Linked DNA regions of Rattus norvegicus: regions 1 and 3 are each linked to region 2. The links are chromatin contacts, called in public Hi-C and HiChIP or PLAC-seq maps. All regions are on one chromosome and are shown on one strand. The core of a region is the stretch at or near the end of the contact, and the rest is flanking DNA. Distances in the headings are between cores, read along the strand shown.

Region 1 (4,304 bases), core at 557-3,056, 280 kb before region 2:
AGGGTAGAATTTAGGAAGGCTTCCTGGAGGAAGTAAAGCCTAAATGGAGTTCCAGAGATTTCTAGCTTAGCTAACAGAAGGTCACATTACTCCCTGTGACTTTCTTCAGTCAGAAGAAATAAACAAAAGAAGTAAATATGAGTTTGGGTTAGATGTGATAAGTTGTCATAGAAAGTTTAGAGAGGGCCAGTCTGCTCACAGGCAACAAAGTTAGGATTCCAGAGTTGTTAGCATAATGGGTGGTGACTGAAGTGATGGGGTGGGTGGACATGCTGTTTCCCAGGAAGCTGCTGCAAAGTTGGGTGAGGGGCAGTCAGAGTAAAGCCACAAAGGGGACTGGAGAGTGGCCAGAGTAGTGGGAAAGTAGAGGGCACAGGGTGAAGAGCACTTAACTGCCCCTGCAGAGACTGGGTTTGGTACCTAGCAACCACGGGGTAGCTCACAACCGTCTGCGATTCCAGTTCCAGGGGATCCAGCATCCTCTTCTTGCCTCTGCAGACACTAGGTTCGCGTGAACAGTGCACATACATGCATGCAAACAAAAACACATAAAAATAAATCATCGTTAAAGAAGGAAGCAATGTAATAAACATGGGGTCTGGAGAGGTGGCTTGGGAGTTAATAGCATTTACTGTTCTTCCAGAGAACCAGAGTTCGGTTCCTAGGACTTAGAGGGCAGCTGACAACCTGTTCTAACTCCAGTCCCAGAAGATCCAACAACCTTTTTTAGCCTACTCATGCACTGCATGGTCACACAGTACCCAGACATATACGCAGACAAAACCTCCATAGGCATAGAATAATACATCTTTTTAAAATGTAGGAAGCATGGAAGCATGGGAAATCCTTTGCATATCTTGGACCCCTGAGGAAACAGGGAACACAATCCAGAATTTAGCCTCAACTCTAGAGCCTACTTATCCATCTTATTTGATCCACCTGCCTCTCTCAAAATCTTAATTTTTCAGTTTGCTTTACTCCTGAAATAGGAGGATATACCAGTTGATCAGTTGTTGTTTGGTTTGTTTGTCTTTCTTTCTCACAACCTGTGGTGCTGTTCTCTTACTCCACTGTCCACTGACCCACTGACGGCAAGACTTGCCGAGAAAAGACTTTCCTTCCACCACAGAATTCTGCTTTCCTAAACAGACGGCATTCTCTGAGGGCCAGCAAGCTGCAGCGGTAAATCAGGATGACTCTCCTTTCAAACCACTGGGAACACTGCAGCTAGGGCTGTGCTAGGGTTGGGACTGGGGGATGGCCAGAGGGTATATGCAAAAGGTATGAATGACACAAGACAGTAAGTACTTACTTTGGTTGAGTAAGTACGAAAGGATTGGACAGCAGAGATACACTGCTCTAAGGATCTCTGTTAGTAAAGAGGCTACGCGCTCAAAAGCTGTCAGCGATGAGGAGGAGGACCTTCCAGAAGAGACTGGAGATGCCAATCCGGAAAAGGTTAAGCTAGGTCCAAAAGTTCACCTAGAAAAAAAAAAATCTCACCCTTGGGCCGTTTACAACCGACCCCACCTAAGACTTTTAGACCAGTCGTCTGCACACCACACCGCTCTTCGACACCCCTAGACTGTCTACCTCCAACACAACATCCCTGGATCCTCCACACCCCAAAACCCCGACATGGCCATGTTGCATAGAAACCCCTTACCCCAAATTCCGGGACTTAGACCCGCCCAGCGTCCTGCGCAGGCGTGAGGAGGCGTGGCGTGGAGGCCATAGTTCCGCCCCCCAGCACGGCCTGTCAGGCTGGAAGAAGTTTTACCTCAGTCGCAGAGAGCGCCGGGCTGAGAGCTAGCAGACCTCGGAGCTACAGGATGAATGCAGGCTCGGACCCCGTCGTCATCATCTCAGCGGCGCGGACCGCCATAGGTGAGTGTCCCACAGGGTCACATCGGCCTGCGACCCACCTCCCCGACAGGTGCGCGGAGACCCGAGCTCGCGTGACAGGGAGGGGGCGGCCGGCCACCGACACCACTGCTCAGTGCCCCGCGCCTCGCCCGAGGCCCCGCCTCTTGTGCTGCGATTGGTTCCTCCCAGTAGAGCCACCGCTCTGCCAATCTCACCTATTGGCTGGCGTTGGGACGCGCTCTCTCTCCTGATCGCTGATTGGTCCGCTCAGCGGTGCACCATTGATCACGCTGTGGTGGCGGGGGGCCGGGAGCTGGTGGTCTGAGCTCGTCCTCCAGGCAGGCCTTGGCCTTAGCATTGTCCTGGAAGTCGCCATCGCCGTTTCCCGCCTTGGCTCCAGCCGTTTTTATTTGGAAAGCATGTTGTTCCATCCACCCCCTCCGTGGTCCTCAGGGTGCTCTTGGTTCAGATGCCTTCCCTCTTCCCCATTCCATTATAGGTTCCTTCAATGGTGCCCTGTCCACCGTGCCTGTCCACAACCTGGGGACAACTGTTATCAAAGAAGTCCTTCAGAGAGCCAAAGTGGCTCCAGAAGAGGTGTCCGAGGTCATATTTGGACACGTTTTGACTGCAGGTAACTCTTCAATAGCCCAGGACAGGTCTGGTTCATTAGAACAGAACATTTATGCTCGCACACCCTATCACCACCACCACCACCACCACCACCACCACCACCACCACCACCACCACCACCACCACCACCACCACCACACATTGCTTTGGAGTTCCCTGTGCTAGGATTCTTTCTGTCCCTCCTCCTTCCTGTAGCTGAGGTCAAAGCTTCCTTATGAAAGTTTTCCTGAGTGATTTTAGACCAGTGGTGTGACCGCCTTTGCATTGTTAGGAGCAGGGCCAGCCTGATGCACGGGAAAGTATGCATAGTTCTCCACATACCCCTAAAATGTCACACAGTCAAGAAAAGTGTGTGGGCCTGACACTGTGCCAGAGCTGCAAGTGAGGCTGCAGCAGAGCCCTTGTCCACTTGTCATGAGATAGGCTGTCCCTCACTCCTAGGGGACTCTCTGGAGGAAGAATGCTTCATCTTACCTCTGATTTCTCCTGGGTTTGTAGAGCAGTGACTACTGTGGTCAGTTCGTGTTGATAATCGATTTGGGACCTGGGTGTGTAGCTCAGGGGTGAATTGTGCGGTTAGCGTGCATGTGGTCACGAGTTCACTCTCTTGCCCTGCCCTGTGCTCTCTCAGCTCACATGTGAATCAACTGTAGAGAAAATTGTTAACATTCAATACCAACTTCTGCTCTTCCTCTGTCCGAGACCATTTGTATGTGTGTCAGTTGGACATTCATATTTGAAACACTGGGAGCTACAATTGTTTTGATTTCAGATCCTCACCCCCTGGATTTTGAAACGTCAGTATATATGAAGTATTGTCGTTATAGAACTTGATGTCCCAATCTTTATCTCAAGAAACCAGGTCCAGCCAGCTGTCCTTCATAAGCTAGGTGGAAGAGCAAAATGGATAGTAAATAGCAGAGAGGGGAGATTTATTTAATTTGGTTAAATTGGGAGGAGATCCATGGACCCCTCCCCCAACCCATGTCCATCTTCATGCCCCGAAGTGAGATTAAACTTTAAATAGATGATTGGAGATTTGCACCTCTAAACAGTCTGGTCATGTTATCACCCCACCTACCACCATTGACCCATTATCTTGGAGCAAGTCCTCAGAGTGTGTGAAATCTTTTTTTCCTAGGAAGAAAGATCTCCTTTGCCTTGTACCAGGCTTCAACTTCTTCCTTCTCCCAGCATGAGATTCCTAGGGGACTTCCAGTTTTGGAGAGTCCGTTCTTCAAAAGTCTGATAGATTAAGGAACCCCAGTGACTCTCTTAGCACTTACAGAGATTGCTTATTTGTTAAGAAGCACTGTTCTTGTAAAGGACCCAGATTTATTTCCTTGAACTCTCTTGGATTCTTAGAGCCTTCTTCACTCTTCTAGGGAATCCAGCACCCTCTTCTGGCCTCTGTCAGTATCAGGCACCTTCAAACAAACAAACATACATACTGTTCATGGAAAACACTCATCCACATGTATATCTCACTAGGTTGTGGTACTGCATGCCTTTAATCCCAGCAGTCATGGGACAGAGGCCTGTGGATTTCAATGAGTTCAAGGCCAGCCTGGTCTACAGAGCGAGTTCCTGGACAGCCAGAGCTACATGGGGGAACCCTGTCTTGGAGGGGGCGGGGAATATTATCTTCATCTTCATCTCTGCAAGGACGGCTATATCCTGGCTGGAACCCAATCCTGAGTAGAAAATTTCGTCATCATCATTTATAGACCACCTGTTATATTCATAGTTACAACCTAATCTAACATTCAGGAATATGTGTATATGTATTCCCTATATACAGAGCC
Region 2 (4,060 bases), core at 315-2,814:
CAATGGTTAAATCTGAAATGTTTGCCAGACTGCCTTAAAAGCTGACTTATTTCTGACCCAGAGTATATGCTTCTCTTCATGGGGATTCAACCCTAATAAATTGACCATTTTCTAGCCGTTCCCTGGTAGCGTCTCACCACTGAGGTAGTTCCATCTCCAACTTCTTTGTCTTGCAGGTCAGCCAGTTCACACAGAACTTTGGCTGCAGGATGTTCCACCTCCAATAATTTCAGAATGGTGGCCCCATCATTAGTAATAGTTACATCCTGAAAAACACGAAGGAAGAAGGGGTTAACATGGAAACCAAGCTCCAGGTAAGAACGAAGACTTTACATTTTGTTTTTGGAATTTTAAAAATTATTTTTACCAAGAATTAGATATACTTACACCAATATCATCCACCAACATTTTATCCAAGCCAACTGGCCCAAGAGAACTTTTAACAATGTTGGCAATAGAAGCTGCAGCCATAACTGTAGGTGAGCAGTGAAAAATAATTAGAACAACGCACAAACTAAGACACCCCAACCGCCTATGATTTGCTCAAATCTACAAGTCTGTACATAATATTTAAAAAAAAAAAACCACCTAAGGACTAGTGAAGATTAACTATTTTTTTATATTGAGTAATGGTGTTGTCAACTGTTGCAAAGATTTTAATGCCTCAAAATATAAGCAATCTTAAGTTCACTACACTAGGGAAAAAAACCCTTTAAGGTTCAGCTCAGTCTTTTTCTTCAGACTCTAGCAATAGTCCACCCAGGTAAAGTAGTAATAGTTTCTAAGAGAGTTGTAAAAAAAATATAAGCAAAATATGAAGCACGTTTTCTACAAACGAATGTTTTAAAAAACAGGGTCAATCGCAGCAAATCCCGTGCTAATTCGTATTAATGTTAACCACGAGCTAATTACCACTTGATAGCATTCAATTTGCATTCCGTTAAGTTTTACTGGGGGAGCAGCTGTCAACTGCAGGTTCTGGACATCCAAGAACACGACCAGAGAAGGGAAGCAACGCAAAAGCCACTTAAACTTTATGAGCATTTTCTCATGGGCAAATGGAACCGGTGAAAGCTACTCTTTTCTGGTTATGACAGGGATGCTTGAACCCGGCTGGACCCAACAAACCGGCAGTGGGGAGTGGCAGGCATGTATGTCTAGAACTCCTCTACTATGTATCAGGGCATGCCGCCCACGCCCATCCTGAGCGCCTCCCCAAAACGTGCTCCATTCTCGAACGTTCTTCCCTTACACGGTAGGGCGCAATGGCGCCGAAACGGCCGGCCATTGAGGGCCGATCCAGGGCGGCCGGGCTTCTCCCGAGAGAACTTCACCGTGCCAAGCGGGCAGTCCCGGCCCACCGACCGCGGCTGGGCCAAGGCCTGCACCGCCCCGAGTCAGACCCAGGATTCTCCCGCCCTTACCGTTCTGGGAGCGGATCGCTTCCCCAGTGCTGCGGTCCCCGAACACGGACAAAGGACCCTCCATCTTCAGGAAACGAAGCAAATCTCACTACCAACGCAGACAACTAAGCGATAGCTCCGCTCTGAGACCGGATAGCGGCCACCACGGCGGGGACCACGGCGTGGAGAGGCCCGAGCAACGACGAGGGGCCTGCTGGGTAACACGCCCCGCCCGTTCTCCACGCTCCACCAACCGCAAGGCATGCTGGGGGAAGAGGTATGTAGAGGAGCGGACAGCGGAGGGCTGGGCGGGGCGAAGACTGAAAACGCCGGAAGTAGGGGACTGCCAGAAGCGCCTCTCTGACTTTCTGATCAATTAGAAAGTGTAGAAGAAAGGCGCGAAAGAGGCAAACGGAAATCAGGATCTTGGCCACTGCCAGCGTGTCCCGCCTACCGCCTTAACGTCTGCGGTGATTGGTGGACCAGAGATACCGATCGCTCATTCGGCCACTCAGCACTAGGGAGCTTGTTAGTTCCGAGTCCTGGAGACACCGAGGAACTGCGGGCCCCTGTTGCTTTTCCCGCAGTTAACATGGCTGCGACTAGTTATTCACCGAGACGACCGTGAGCAGAGGAAGGCAGGGCACTGTGAGACTTTGCCCACTTCCGGTCAGCGATGGCGCTTCAGCCGCGGTTCTGGAAATGTCTGTCAGTTTGCAGGAACCTGGGTAACTAATCTCGCCTCGCCTGCTTGCCTGCGCTCTGTGCACAGTACCTGCACATTTGCAAATCCGATTTTGTGTCCGATGTGGGGAAATGAACGTACCAACCGAACCTGGGTGACAGTAGAATGTTGTGGGTCTGTGGTGATAACCTAAGGTCAGACTGCCATTTCTTCCCGCTCTGGGCCTTGTGATGGAAATAGTTAGAGCTTGCCCTTCCTGTGTCCGTAGTATTCATTTTTAAAGATGCCTGTGATCGTTTCCATTTCCTAGAATGTGGGTTCGCATCCCTCTCAACCAGTTCCACGCCGGCGGTGCAACCGGATGTGGAGACTAAGGAAAATGAAGCGGTGGCCCCAGAGTTCATCAACCGGAACCCTCGGAATCTGGAGCTCTTAGGTGTAGCCCGGAAAGAACGGGGCTGGGCTACAGTGTGGCCCAACCGTGAGTTCTGGCACAGGTAATTAAAGTTGGCTTGTGACTGACTCACTGACAAAGCTGTGCATACCACCTTACACATTACTTTCATCAATCCCTGACTGACCCTGCCAGATAAGCCACAGGATGTGTCAGGAAAGTGACCTTGGAGCAAGCAACTAATAGTTGTCCTGAAGACAATTAAAAGGTAACTCGAGGTTAAAAGACTATGAAATGAGGCCGCTCTGAAAGTGACATGTCAAAAAAGCTGAGATCTGGGGGCTGGAGAGATGGCTCAGCGGTTGGGAGCACCCGACTACTCTTCCAGAGGTCCTGAGTTCAATTCCCAGCAACCACATGGTGGCTCACAACCATCTGTAGGGAGATCCGGTGCCCTCTTCTGGTGTGTCTGAAGACAGCTGCAGTGTACTTATATATAGTGAATGAATGAATCTTTAAAAAAAAAAAAAAAAAAAAAAAAAGCTGAGATCTAAAGGACAGGAAGCCACAGAATCATTTTCCAAGAAAGACATTCTAGCAGAGGATGATAGGAGGCTGGGATTGAGTGTCTGAGGAACTGACAGACCTGTCTGTGTACCTGGAGTTCAGTAAATAAAGGCGCGAGTAAAGTGTTTTGAAAATAGAGTGGTAAGTAGAGTTAGTTATTAGCTTGCACATTGGGGTAAACGATAGAGAATAAAGTTTGAGTCGTAATGAGTTTTAAGGTGGGGAATAAAAGTTAAAAGTCCCTTAATAGAAATAGGATGGGCTGGAGAGATGCTGGAGAGATGGCTCAGAGGTTAAGAGTACTAATTGTTCATCCAGAGGTCCTGAGTTCAATTCCCAGCAACCACATGGTGGCTCACAACCATCTGTAATGGGGACCCTCTTCTGGTGTGTCTGAAGATAGCTACAGTGTACTCACATACTTAAAATAAATAAATAACTCTATTTAAGAAAAGAAAGAAAGAAGATAACATTTTAAAAATTTGTATTCATTTAAAAGTTTGCTGAGGACCCAGATGGCTCACACCGTAATTCTAGTTCCCAGGGCTCTGACACCACCCCCCTTGGTGGTGCACAGATATACATCCCCAAAAAATACTCATATACATGAAAATAAATATTAAATTTTGTTTTGGGACAACTTCGAAGCTTAGACCAGGACCCTTGGCACACAAAGCTGGTGTTCTGCCTTTAAACTACTCCACAGCCCCAAGATGGCTATTAACTGAAAAACATTGTATTTACCAGCAGTTGTGCTAGTTGCTTTGAATGTATGTCTTATGTTGTTGTTTGTTTTGTTTTTATTCAACTATTAAAACTACGAGATGAAACAGGTATAGCAACTTTCTCCAGAGGAATTGGAACCGAGGGAGATATACCAAGCGGACGCCAGAGCTAGGATTTACATGTTTGTCTGTAACCTTGGAGCCAGGGCCTTAGATCATATCATTGTGCTTCGATGTGTAGGTGTTTCTGTTGTTGCCTTGGTGGGTATTTTTGTTAGAGTGAGAT
Region 3 (4,065 bases), core at 874-3,373, 310 kb before region 2:
TCTGTGGTCAGAACTCCCTGGAGGTGGAGTCATGAGCCACCTGATACGGATGTGTCTTTCACCTTAAGACACTTTGAAATGTGTCCAAGAAGCTGGAGAGATAGCTCAGTCATTAGAGCACTGGCTGTGACTCCAGAGACGCAGGAGTTCCCAGCACCTAAATGGTGGTTCACAACCATCTATAACTCCATTCCAGATCTGCCGCCCTCTTCTGACCTCTACACCCACCAGGCACACAGACAACACTCATGCATGTAAAATAAAAAAGTTTAAATCAAAAAAAATTTTTTTAAATACAATGTGTTCAAATATGTGTATGTACCACAGTATACCACATGTATGCCCACAGACCAGAAATGGTCATCAGACCCATTTCTCTGGAACTGGAGTTACAATTATGAGCCACCATGTGAATGCTGGGAATTGAACCCAGGTCCTCTGGAAAAGCAACAAGTGCTCTTAAGTATTGAGAGCTATCTCTCCAGCCTCAAGATGATATTTCAATTTTTTTTTCTTTTCTTTTTTTTTCGGAGCTGGGGACCGAACCCAGGGCCTTGCGCCTCCTAGGCAAGCACTCTACCACTGAGCCAAATCCCCAACCCCCGATATTTCAATTTTAAATAGTGCTTCTGAACTTCTTTGGTTTTTGTATTTGTATCTCATTTGTTTATTATATATAAGTACACTGGGGCTGTCTTCAGACACACCAGAAGAGGGCATCAGAGCCCATTACAGATGGCTGTGAGCCACCATGTGGTTGCTGGGAATTGAACTCAGGACCTCTGGAAGAGCATCCAGTGCTCTTAACGCTGAGCCATCTCTCCAGCCCTGTATCTTATTTTCTTTTACACTAGAAATCTTTGGAGAAAGTAACATTGAAATGTTTGTACTACAATAAACATAACTTCAAAACCACAGCAACAATGTTATAATTACAAATCACTTAGTGAAACTGAGTGATTCTTAGGTATCCACAGGCACAGTGCCAGAGTGTGAAACTCAAAACACTGTAGCTATATATATTCTTTGTCTATGTCTCAGTTCCACTGCCAAACTGCTTAAGAGTCAATTGGTTCGTTTCAATTTACTTGACTTTGAAGGGTTTTTACCTTTTGTCTTCATAAATTTTGAACTCAGAGAAGCCTTGCTTCTACCTTTATCTCCTATAGCCATTACCACTTTTTGAGTAAGTATTAAGTTTCTGCAATATCCTTCTGTCTTCCCAGTATGTGCCTACATATATGTGTATATGTATTTCTACACATTGCTTTATTCACTCAGCCCAGTAGTAATTCCAAAGTAACACATTAACTATTAATGACTGCATCCCTACCAGGATACAGGATTTCAATGTGTATTTCCATTATAAACAAAGTTGATCCTCCTCCTACGATATATTTAAGGACATCTTCTCTGTGAATCATCTGTTCATGTCTTTTCCCATTTTCTTTAGTTTTCCAAGACCTTTTTTTCTCTTAGCCTAAGTGGAACACCATGGCTCCTCTGGTCATCTGGTCTCTACTGTAATTGTGTACTTATAAGTGATCTCAGCCAGGACACCTTCGCTGGGGATTAACTGCTCTCATAAAACCGACTAAACCTAAATATGACTGTCCCATCTGGGAAGTGCTGAAGAGACTGCAGACTAACGCCGTTCTTGCTGTAATCCAGGCGACTGTCTTACTGGAGTGATTTCTCGGACTCCAGAATCCTCACTCTGCTGCCTTCTCCGGGATTCTGGTGTGCGATCTGCCCTGGAACGTCCCACAGGCGCAGCTTCCTTGCACCTCAACTTAAGCCCAGAGACGCCACAAGGAGCAAAGCCGGCGGCCGCAGGGAAAGCGGCGGCTTCTAAGGCCCCCAAACTTAGGACGAGGGGCGCTTAGGCGTGAAGCTGCTGTCTCCGCGTTCCGGCAGCGCGAGCGGAAGCATCCTGTGCTATGCGGCCTGCAGCGAAGAGCCAATCACGCGCTCGTCGGCTCGGATTCCTCCGCCCAGGCCGTGCTGCAGCCGCAGGTGGCCCCGCCGAGCGTGTCCGGCAGCGGCCGCCGTCCCGTGATGCCTCGCGGGTGACCTCTGACCTCGCGGGCCCGCCCTTCTCTCCGGCCGCTTCCCTCCCCATCCCGGCTAAGCTTGCAGAGCCCCCACGGGGCAGGTGCGAACCTCCGCGGACGGTCTCGGTGCGGCTGCGGAGAGCCGCTTGCCCCTCCGCGCCCCGAGACCCCGAGCGGGCCGGCCTCGCCTCGTCTCTTCTGGCCGGAGGCACCGGGCACGGTGACCGAGGCGGCGCCCGAGAGGCGCGTCTCGGGTGAGTGGGCCACGGGCGGGGTATCGGCGGCGCACTCGGGGCGGGGCGCACTCGAGGCGGGGCGGGGCCGACGGCGGGGCCTGGTTTCCTCCCTCAGCGCCATTTTGTGGCTGCGAGACCCGCAAATAAAGGCTATCTCCGGGGCTGCGGCGGGAGGAGTGCGGGGGGGGGCCGGCGGCGGCGCGGCCTCGGCCTGTGTGACTGGCGGCGCCCGCGCAGCCTCGGGCTGGGAAGGTAGGTGCGGCCCGCGGCGGGAATGGCCACGAGGGCCTGCAGGGACGGGAAGCGAGGCGCGGCCGCCCTGGACCCGGCGAAACGCACTCCAGGCCCGAAGGGCGACCGGGCTTGCGGCCGCGCTGGCTTCCCGTTAGTCAGAGCGGTTTGCTGCTCGTGGGGATACTTGCACCGTTTCACAGCCATTCTGCTCCCGTTCCTGACGGCAGGGGACAAGGCGGGCGTTCCCGCGACTGGGGAGGCGGGGAGGCCGGAGGCCGCCCTCTCGGGGCTGACTGGCCATGCCTGTCCTTTCCCCGCCTCTGTCGCCCCCTCCCACCTTCCAGGGTTCGTCACCCGGGACCTAGAGGTACCGATAGTTCTGTATGACCCAAGTGATGCATTCGGTTCTTTAAAAAAAAAAAAAAAGGAATTTCACGTCACGCAGTAGCTTGTCATTGCAGCCACGTTCTCATGTGGACTTCCATTTTTACATAAGTATGCATTGTGAGAGTAGTTAATTTTTTTGACAGCTTCCTGAAATTTTTCGTGAACTTTTAGTCTAGTTTTGGATCTCTGTAAGGCTGATTTGACTATATTTAAACTTGATTTTCATAAGACAGTGCACAGTGAGAAAAGACCTAAGTTTTTCTGTTTGTGTACATATTTTCTTATTGGGGAGGGCGGGGGCGGCTAGGGATGGAACGCTAGGCCTTGTGCATGCATGTTATTAGGCCAGCATTCTGCCATTCATCTAATCCCCGAGCCCACAGTTCTTGGTTTGATAATGAGGAAGTCAGTTAATTTGACCCCAAAGGACTAAGACACTGCACACTGGTTGTAAGGATCGGTGAGCATGTTATAGTCGTAAATTGTATTTATGCCTTTTTTGTCGTTCTCACTATAGCCTCGCTTTTTTCATTTAGTTAATTTTATTATTTGGAAAGATAAGTGGAAGTCACAAATCAGTTACTACAAATTCTATTTGTTTTTCACTTTAACTTATTTATTTGAGCATCGGAGCTGGAGAGTTGGCCCAGGAGTTAAGAGTACTTTTTGCTCGTCCAGCACCCAATTGATGGCTCGTGGCCATCCTTAACTCATGTTCCTGGGAATTTTGACTTCCCTCTTCTGACCTCTGTGGGTGGCACCAGGCATGCACGTGATGCACATACATACATGCAAAACATTTACAAAAAATTTTTAAAAGTACTTAATTTTAAAACCATGCACCAGGTTTTCTCATAGGTAAATATGTAGGCATCTGAAACTATTAAAAACAGACATTTTTTGAGGTGGCTAGGTTTCATTCATTCAGCAACTATTGCTCAGGCAAGTTGGGGAAAGTTGCAGTCTACAGGATGGCTTCTGATGTGTTGGAACTGAATTTTAAGGATTTGGGCAGATGTGTTTCTGAGGGTGCTTTAGTTCTTCATTCTTAAACAGATGAGTGTGTTTGAACACTACTTAAATTATGGTTTGTAATAGCCATTTGATGTATTTGGACAGAGCATTACCATTTTCAAGGTCCCTCCTGTCTTTTT

What was found. Hi-C and Micro-C count contacts between places; a contact is called where the count stands out from the background. HiChIP or PLAC-seq counts read pairs in DNA pulled down with a chosen protein or histone mark.
Region 1: a contact with region 2 is called in an H3K27ac HiChIP or PLAC-seq map of oligodendrocytes, with 10 times the contacts expected there. The contact joins the promoter of Acat2 here to the promoter of Tcp1 in region 2. A contact is called at or near these places in 1 of 12 Hi-C or Micro-C datasets (liver) and 1 of 1 datasets of contacts at active chromatin or transcription factors (oligodendrocytes).
Region 3: a contact with region 2 is called in a Hi-C map of hepatocytes, with 1.7 times the contacts expected there. The contact joins the promoter of Wtap here to the promoter of Tcp1 in region 2. A contact is called at or near these places in 2 of 12 Hi-C or Micro-C datasets (frontal cortex and hepatocytes).

Annotation. Positions count from the first base shown.
Region 1 is chr1:50,099,034-50,103,337 of GRCr8, forward strand. Acat2 (acetyl-CoA acetyltransferase 2) reads left to right here and starts at 1,807. Exons shown (of 9, transcript NM_001006995.1): 1 at 1,807-1,887; 2 at 2,366-2,500. The coding sequence starts at 1,833. It overlaps LOC102553528 (a long non-coding RNA gene), which reads right to left and starts at 1,917. Exons shown (of 3, transcript XR_010059062.1): 1 at 1,781-1,917; 2 at 1,313-1,482; 3 at 1-501.
Region 2 is chr1:50,382,963-50,387,022 of GRCr8, forward strand. Tcp1 (t-complex 1) reads right to left here and starts at 1,565. Exons shown (of 12, transcript NM_012670.1): 1 at 1,425-1,565; 2 at 388-473; 3 at 138-266. The coding sequence starts at 1,488. Mrpl18 (mitochondrial ribosomal protein L18) reads left to right here and starts at 1,990. Exons shown (of 4, transcript NM_001106205.2): 1 at 1,990-2,131; 2 at 2,399-2,585. The coding sequence starts at 2,080.
Region 3 is chr1:50,068,850-50,072,914 of GRCr8, forward strand. Wtap (WT1 associated protein) reads left to right here and starts at 2,124. Exons shown (of 8, transcript NM_001113542.1): 1 at 2,124-2,308.